Regions from separate parts of the Bombyx mori genome. Here region 2 is linked to region 1. The links are chromatin contacts, called in public Hi-C maps. All regions are on one chromosome and are shown on one strand. The core of a region is the stretch at or near the end of the contact, and the rest is flanking DNA. Distances in the headings are between cores, read along the strand shown.

Evidence for each region. Hi-C and Micro-C count contacts between places; a contact is called where the count stands out from the background.
Region 2: a Hi-C map of midgut shows a contact between it and region 1, with 2.0 times the contacts expected there. The contact joins the promoter of LOC101744254 here to the enhancer-like site in region 1. A contact is called at or near these places in 2 of 7 Hi-C or Micro-C datasets (midgut and whole pupa).

The regions. Positions count from the first base shown.
Region 1 is chr27:7,053,470-7,058,117 of ASM3026992v2, forward strand. LOC101735591 (epidermal growth factor receptor kinase substrate 8) reads left to right here. Exons shown (of 16, transcript XM_062676572.1): 16 at 353-1,212. The coding sequence ends at 424. It overlaps LOC101744254 (hexokinase HKDC1), which reads right to left. Exons shown (of 11, transcript XM_062676589.1): 11 at 3,322-4,648. Among protein-coding and RNA genes, the nearest start is that of LOC101744254, 41 kb to the right of the region's middle. Within about 2 kb of position 1,757, at least 3 of the 8 cell types and tissues checked have open chromatin away from gene starts, as enhancers often do.
Region 2 is chr27:7,095,421-7,099,714 of ASM3026992v2, forward strand. LOC101744254 (hexokinase HKDC1) reads right to left here and starts at 1,453. Exons shown (of 11, transcript XM_062676589.1): 1 at 1,260-1,453.

The sequences.
Region 1 (4,648 bases), core at 507-3,006:
TAAAGTCTGTGGTCTAATTGAGAATTTATTAATATTGTTTGTCTTTATATTATTAGTCTATAGCGTAACCTTGGCGAAACCTTTAATTGTAGAAGTATAGTTTTTGATAATAAACCATAGTAATTTTCTAATTTATAATTTAAATTAATTATGGTCGAATTTTGACCACTAGTCCAATAGTTATGATAATGTTACAATTTGGATCGTTCTAATTATATTTCCTAAATTTGTTAATTTATGTTCATGCACCATAGAATTGAATTTCCAATTATTTTTTTAGACAGTATTCATATACCTACTTGTATGAAATATAATATGTTTGATAATGATGATAATGATGTATTTGTTCCAGTACAAGACGACCTCGGCATCAGAGCTTCAGAGCATCCTGAGGAAAGTACGAGAGAAAGTCGAAGTCTCATGATGGAGTACCTCCCAGGAATCGACGAAGATGCATCCTATTGTTAATGTTTAATTTTAAAACGTAGATTACATTAAGAGTGCCTATCCAACGGAGTGGAGCTAGCCAGTGTAGCGGAGAAACACCCTTAATTTGACATTTAAGAGATGAAAATGTTTGACTGAAATTGTTTTTTTCAGTACATTCTGCGATTATACATATATGACTATAATTACTTTAAGCTGAATGTCATTAAAATTAGTAGTAAATATTACTACTGCATTTTATTTTTACTATTATTACTAGTATAGGTAGTATATTTATTAGTATTAACAATAGTATGTAATTTTCTCACAATTGTTATAGTACGTTAAACATAGCACGATATTGGGGACAGTTGTCATAAATTCCGTTTGAAAAACTATATTCTAGGACGTACGAAAAGAAATAAAATTAGTTTTATTCACCTAAGCCTATTCTTCAACAACTGTCCCGCAATCAAGCTACATTTAAAACACTATTTATTTATAATGTTACGATGACTCTTTGCTCTTCTACCAGACTAAGAATAATCGAAATATAAACGATACTACAAGAGATCGTTCAATTAAAATTAAAACTAACATTATTTTTATACTTTTATTATTTGTTTAAGTAATTTATATTATCTAAATAATATATATTGTGTTTAATAACATTAAAGTGGAAGTAAAAGTGACAAGATGTAACAACAACACTCAATTTCAAACAACTTTTGATATTTGTTGTATTCGTCCATAAACTATAAGTACTAATAAATTATTACGTTTTAATGTCTATTTTACTTGAGCAAAACTTATTTTACTTACTTGAGTTACTCGAGTGAGACTTTAAATTAATTTCTACGTGTTTCTTTTATTATTCCAATATGAACTGTATTCGATTACTTAGCGCAATTCAATAACCATTACTTTAAAAAAAAAGTTTAGAAAATATTAACAAATTTTATAAATACCTTGAAATATATTTTAAATATTCACTGCAGTTATTTTTTAGTAATTAATTGAAAATGTTATCGCTTTTTAAGGCGTTGACATCAACAGTGGCAGAAAGAAGGTGGAGCCGATGCCTAAAAAAAAATTTTCCTGTGACATGAACCTCTTTCATCCATTTATCAACGTCACCCCTTCACAAATGTTCATTATTTATTAAAATAAACATTTTTTACTTGTTTCTGCGACCTGAGTATCATATTATACACCGCATTGATAAATGAACCTTAAAAATGCTCAAGTCATGACTACTTACCTTCTTTGAGTTGAAATTATAAAAGGTCATAAAAATTTGAATAGTACACAGAGTAGGAATATAAAGATATAGGCTAAGCTATTTGTTTAAATAAAACATATAATGACGTTATTTAAGTACAAACAAAGGTTTAACGTATTTGATTTAATAAATAAATGGTAATTAATCTTGCGTTTGTTTGGAAAACTCACAGGGCTCAGTCTGAGAGAACTTAATAACACTAGCCCTAGCAAGAGGACGACCGCCCGTCCGGCGTCCCGAGGGGGAGGGTGATGGGAGAGATGTGCTCCGCACTAAACGCTTCACTTTCCCTTCACACTCCCCCCTTTGTCTTTTCATGACTTCTGTGTCATGCGAGGTTTGGACGTGGGTTATTGAGTGACAGGAGGTTTAGTCAGTTCGACTCCGGCATGCCCCGCCCTCCGTCCTCAGTGGAGGGCGGAAGTCCGGAGTTTTCCTACTGACAAAAAAAAGACCTAGCAAGAGAAGTGCTTTGCTGAATCTACCATCGGATCGTAATCGCGACACACTGAAAAAAATCTGACAAGAAACTCGATAGATTGTGTCTATGGGTAGGTTGCACGTTGAGCTCTGACCTGTGGGATCGGACCTGACCCGATAAGACATGATTTGGTGGTAGCGATTGCGGGTTGCCCCATGGTCAGGGTCGGGTATGTTTAGAGGAGGCTACGATAATAGAATTATCGCGTCGCGCCGCTTATTCAAAGAAGCGTTCTGACGCTATCTTCAGCAGTACTACGTAGTGCCTTGATTTCGGGGTTGTCGTGAAAATCTACATTACTCTTCACATACCAAGACTCGCTTTAGGTGAGTGGGATAAAATCTCTACGACGGAGGAAATCCTAGATCCCGAATTCAAGTTCATAAATTTTAATTCCATTCTTCATTAAACTTGAACACATGACAGGATTAATTAGGAAAACTGATACCAGGGACAGAATTTGAATCTTGGTGTATCGCATCATTCAATTTCTAACCTATCTACCTTTTTACTCTTCTATCTTCTCGAATTTCTCAAATCCTATTTTCCTACCATTGATTAAATTAATAATGGAAAACACAAGGCACATGATCTAATCGCTAATCATAACGGTTTTTTATTCATAGATGGGTGGACGAGCTCACTGCCCACCTGGTGTTAAGTGGTTACTGCAGCCAATAGACATCTACAACGTAAATGTCGCCACCCACCTTGAGATATAAGTTCTTAGGTCTCAGTATAGCTACAACGGCTGCCCCACCCTTCAAACCGAAACGCATTACTGCTTCACGGCAAAAGTAAGCAGGGTGGTGATACCTATTCGTGCGGACTCACAAGAGCTCCTACCACATAATCATAACGTTGCCACCAAAAACTTTTAATGAATCGCATCACTCGTTTTCTTATCTATTAAGCTATAGAAGCTTCTGAAGTTTCTTTTGCACTATGATCGTTTTAATTTGCCGAAAAAACAATAAAAATTTTAAGCTAAAATCCAGCCGCTAATCATATAGCAGTCAATCAGTGATGAATCGGCTTTTTCTACCCTCAATATAACAAAAAAATACCAAACTGAAATATAAATTGAATTTGTTGCAAAGTTAAGGATGAACGAAAAGAAAAACAAAACATGAAAAATATACAATATCCTGTATTTCATTATCATTAACATTTCAAACTTTATAGATAACCTTAAAATTAAAACAAACACGTTTGGGTTTTTACAAATTTAATGCAGACTCCCTAACAATATAGGTTTTAGAATAAACAAATTCGTTTTTAACTAACTGCTGTGTAATAAATGCAAATACATCCCACAGATATCCACTGATATTCCCGTTGGATCTTCTCAGTGGATCCCGACTCCGAACCGGTGGCAGATTCGGCGAAGCATTAGTCTTGCTAGAGCCAGAGCCAGCAAATCCTCATAGCATATGTTGAGCTGGTGAGCTCGCCTACCAGTCCATAAGTATCTAAATAGCCCCATAGACTACTAGCGACGAGGTAAAAGAAAAAAATTAATTTGCCTTTATTGGTCAAGTTCAAGGAAAACCTGTCACACTGGTATCGACTATAATAAAATAAATCTAAAAATATTCCGCTTAAAATATCACATGTACAAAGTATTCCTAAGCATTACGCATCTCAGTCAACAAAATTCTCAATTTATCAATCAATATCTACGGTTCTAGTCAATAGGGACGTCGACTATTTATTTTTTAAATTAAATAAGCTACGTCTTCCCAAATTTAAATTTGAGGATATAATAATTCCGTTCGGAAATAAATTAGAAGCTTTTTGAATCTAGGTTTAGGATAATTATTCTCAAACGACTAAGCATACCTATAATGAACATTGACGTCACGCTAGAAGAGTGACTGAGTGCGAGAGAGATAGAATGATGCTCTGAGCTCTCACTAATGAACGATAATTACTTATAAAAACTACTATTATTTCAAAAATAAATATTTTTTATCATATATTTCTTCACGATTATGAGTATGGCACGATATGTTTGATTTACATTTATATTACATTAATAATATAATTTTTTTTAGAATTCAATAATATCTTAATATTTAATAATATGTTTCTACTAAAACATCTTGTTGTGTTCAGAGACAACATAAACATTTCTTTTATTCGAAAATGTAATCATCAAAACATTTTCTTATTTCATTAGATAAGTGGTTCACGGACCTCATTTTGTTAAGTGGTGACTGGAGTCCATGAACACAATTGCAGTTTCTAAAAAAATTATTTAAACAAAAAACATAACCTAAAAATAGTCGTACACCTAAAACAATTAATATTTATTACAATGTGAAACATAAATTTTTTTTTGTTTGGTTCTGGAAAAAATCGCCGGATCTCAACCATAGTTTTGCTAGAGCTGAACATGAGCTTTGAGGAATAGAGTCCTCGACGAAGCTTTGTCTCGAACACGATTATACTTATGG
Region 2 (4,294 bases), core at 203-2,702, 42 kb after region 1:
CTTGGCTCTGCCCCTGGCATTGCTGAAGTCCATGGGCGACGATAACCACTCACCATCAGGTGGGCCGTATGCTCGTCTGCCTACAAGGGCAATAAAAAAAAAAAAAAAACAAACAAACAAATCTTTCCTCTTTGTAATATTAAGTATAGAAGTATAGATTGATAAGAATTAAATTAACTTCTGATGTTTATAGTTTTAAAGGTAATAACGCAATTTGATAATACTATCGTGTTGACAACATTTTATGTTGTTTATATCGATATATGCTGAGGATATTGTGATGTTAAGCTACAGATATTTTAAATTTTCCAACATTGCTTAACAATCCTAATCCAAGACTTTTAAGAAGTTGTAAAATAAGAGAATTATCATACCTATGTTGTTTTTATTTAAATTTTAGTGAATAATGTCAATTAATAAGGTAAATGAAGAAAATATTCATTCGTTGCAGTTTCTTCTTGTTAAATGTAGAAGGCGAACGTATGTCTGTTTCCCGCAATGCGAGCTTTTAAACAAAACGTCGAACGTGAACAATGACGTCATTGTTCATTACTAATAACAAACTTCTACTAACTTACCACAAGACTGGAAACTGGGATGATAAGTAAGATAAAGTAATATTATGTAAAATCGAAAAAAATTAAATAAATATTTCTTAAGCTCTTCTCTAATCCCTAAAGTGGATTTTAATTTTTTTATTATACTAATTCTGTCAATGCGCTGCAAAATTTTTACGAGACAATGTTGCTTGAATCAAATTTTTGAGTGAACAAGTTTTTTAAAAATAGTAATTACCCATTATTTGAATTTAAAAAAATTAGCATGATTAAAAGACTATTCATATTTTACCCGACTTAAAAATAGAAGAAGAAGCTTATCAATTTGACTTTAGTTCTGTGTACTTTTTATGTGATGTTACCTCAGCACTTTTTTCTAGGTGAAAAAATTATGATGGTTACTTTTTTATTTCAAAGTTTCTTGTTGATCTCTTTTCATATCATCAAGCTTAAAAAAGTTTGAACATTGAAGATATCTCCTCTTTTTATTTTGTTGAAGTCGCTTTTTTTTCGAACATTTTGTATTACGTTAAAATTCATTTCACAAGCTACCATTGTCTTAATAGAAAAACTAGAATACATGTCATAGTTAATGCGGTTTAGAAATGTGAAAAAGTAAGAAGAACTTGTTAAAAATTCCTGTTGCTGTAACGACAGTTTTCAAGATGATGTTATTCTTTAACTATGAATATAGATACTCACACGTGGTTCTCTGATGAGCTAGCGTTAAAACAACGATGAGAAAATAGCGCGAAGGCCGATTAAATAATGAGAATCGAATGCGTGGTTACGCGTGCTTTCTCTCCTGAAGCTTACTGAATGTCTAGTGACGACCGACTCAGATCGAGCGCGCTCCCAGACTGATACCAAACACAATGATTTGGCTCGAAACATTGGCGTTAAGACCCTTCTGATAACGAAGTCGTTTGTACGTCGAACCGTGAAAGATTACGTTGTTTTCCATGCATGTTGTGTAGTTGTTATATTGATTGTGGCTATCCGAGGGCCGGACGACACACCCGCCGACAGATTGTATCTCTATATCAGTACTTGGAGTTTTTTTTTTTCCTGTCTTATTCGCTGGTAAGCAAAGGGGCTATTCCAGCTAGGCTCAGACGGGTAGGTGAGCTCACGGGCTCAAACTGAGACAATCTGCTGACACTAGATCTAACAAGAGCTTCGCGGAATTTACCACCGGATCGGAATCGCGACTCACTGAGAAGATCCCACACTGGGTAGGGATATACTTACAACAAATACATTGTAAATGTGGTTTCTAACGAATGCAGATCTGAAAAGCTCACAATCCAGCCGGTTTTAAGTTATCGGCTATCCACTTTGAGGCGTTAAGTTAAAATCTTACTTGTAATAGCAAAGGTTTGATTTTTGTTACACGATGATAATTAGTCTTTCATATTTTTTTCTATTTTTTTTTATAGCCTGATGGTCAGTGGCTACCGTCGCATCGCGTGGGACGTAGTGGCTTCAAGTAGTATGGATGAACTCTACTCCGATGGCGGGCATTGCGATGGTAAAAACGAGATGATGGTACCATCTCAAAATCTATACATAGTAATATGTGTTAAGTACGTATAGACTAAGGATATTTCAATTATACACCGTTTGTTTGATGTTTTATATTTGTTTCTACCACAAGAGGCTAAGATCAAATCTACTCGATGGCACAGATTAAATAGTGGCAGATAATTATAGCGCAACATAATGTTTTCTTTGTTTCAGTGTTTCTAATATTTTTAGTCTCTGATTGGCATGGTACAGTGGATTCTGGTTTGGGTCCAGATGATAATGCGATTTATTCCTGATTATTGCTTATTTGTTAAATCGTCGCGGGTAGGTAGGTAGGTAGGTACTACCATGATGTCCATTGCTGCTTCGACGCAGTAATGCATTGCTGTTTGAAGAGCGAGACATCTATTACACAATATAATTGACTTCAACATCATTTATCTGGACGAGCTGAGGAATATACATCATAATATTTATGAGCTTGGTAATCTATGCCAAAAAGAGCAACATTTTCTCACGTCAACGAGGGGGAACCAATAAAACATTCCAATCCAACTATATTTTTTTATTGTCAACGATAACATTAATTTCTTCTTTACCATAATAAATTAATACTGAAATATTCTATCGTTATCATTGTTATTAACGTTTTATTGTTTGATACACGGATACGTTTTATTTGAGTCTTGAGATAACATTAAAACGAGTTGAATTGCATTTTTTTTTCCTACCTAAGCTGATAGCCTTGTGAGGCCATATCAGCGTTACCTTAACTAGTAGGTGAGCTCACGGGGCTCAAACCCGACGACGTTGCTAACACGAACCCTAGCAAGAGCCGTGCTTCGCAGAATCTACCACCGGATCGGAAACGCGACCCACTGAGAAGATCCGGCGAGAAACTCGGTGGGCTGTGTCTGAGGGTTATTGAACTGCAAATAATTGTATGCGGTCTATTGACAAATTACTTTTGCGATTGTGTCGAAACGTGACGGCATCAAATTATGCAATCTCTTCACCTGGTGCAAGACTTAGTACTTTTTGCCTCAAAGAATTTTATTAAGCTGCTTAAATAATGCAATATATTTGATAATGCCTCCTTTGAAAATAGAACAGAAATGAATTGAAGGACATTTCTACGCGGTAAATTATTTTCTTGATGGAAAATAACTTAAATAAATACACGCTTCTTTATTTGCCGGCTTTCGAAGCTATTGGCAGATTTTCACGCCATTCATATCGAATAACCTCTTGTGAGTTCGCGCGGGTGGGTACCACCGCCCCGCCTATTTCTGCCGTGAAACAGTAATGCGTTTCGGTTTGAAGGGTGGGGCAGCCGTTGTAACTATACTGAGATGTTAGAAGTTATATCTCAAGATCTCACCTCCATATAAGCAATAAAAAAAAAGATCCAGGCAAAAAATTATAGAAACAGTAAGATTTTTTTCGTTGTAATGCTTATCTAATTTCATATACATATTTTGATTGTAGGAGACATGAATAATCATTGGCTATCAGACATGACATAATTGACAGCTACACTGACGTCCGCACTTGCCGCGATAACAGTTTATCTCATCTGAACGTCAGGATCATATTAGACAAGGCGGGGCAAATAAAAATGAACCTTAACATTATCGCTTTAGTGTGTACTAGATGATGACCGAGCTTAGCTCGTTTTTTTTTTGATAACGCCATCTTGTTGTGTCTCTAAAGCGGTTAGTTGCCCTCAATTAAGAAAAATAGTATTATTATTCGTCAATAGATGTCGGGAAGAGTTGATTATTGAAAACACGAATAAAACAACATTTTCGAAAATAAATCGTAGCTAGATCGATTTATCGCCCCCGAAATCCCCTGTATACCTACTAAATTTTATGGAAATCGTTGGAGCCGTTTCCGAGATTCAGATTATATAGGTATATATTAATATACAAGAATTGCTCGTTTAAAGGTATAAAATAAGATAAGATTCAATTTTCTTTAAAATTATTGATGGTCTTTTTAACTGAATACTGAAATCTGATGTATCGAGAAGTCAGTTTCTCTTTTTGGGGTTCCGTCAACCCACAACGATAAAGATTTCGCCCTGACATTCAGGACATTGGCCTGACACGATCCGATGTTCAAGGTTCAATGCTTTTCAGAGCCCACTAGGCTACTGTGTAGCTACCTTGAAACTTAAGAGTAGCGTCTGATCTAAGCTGTTTTGT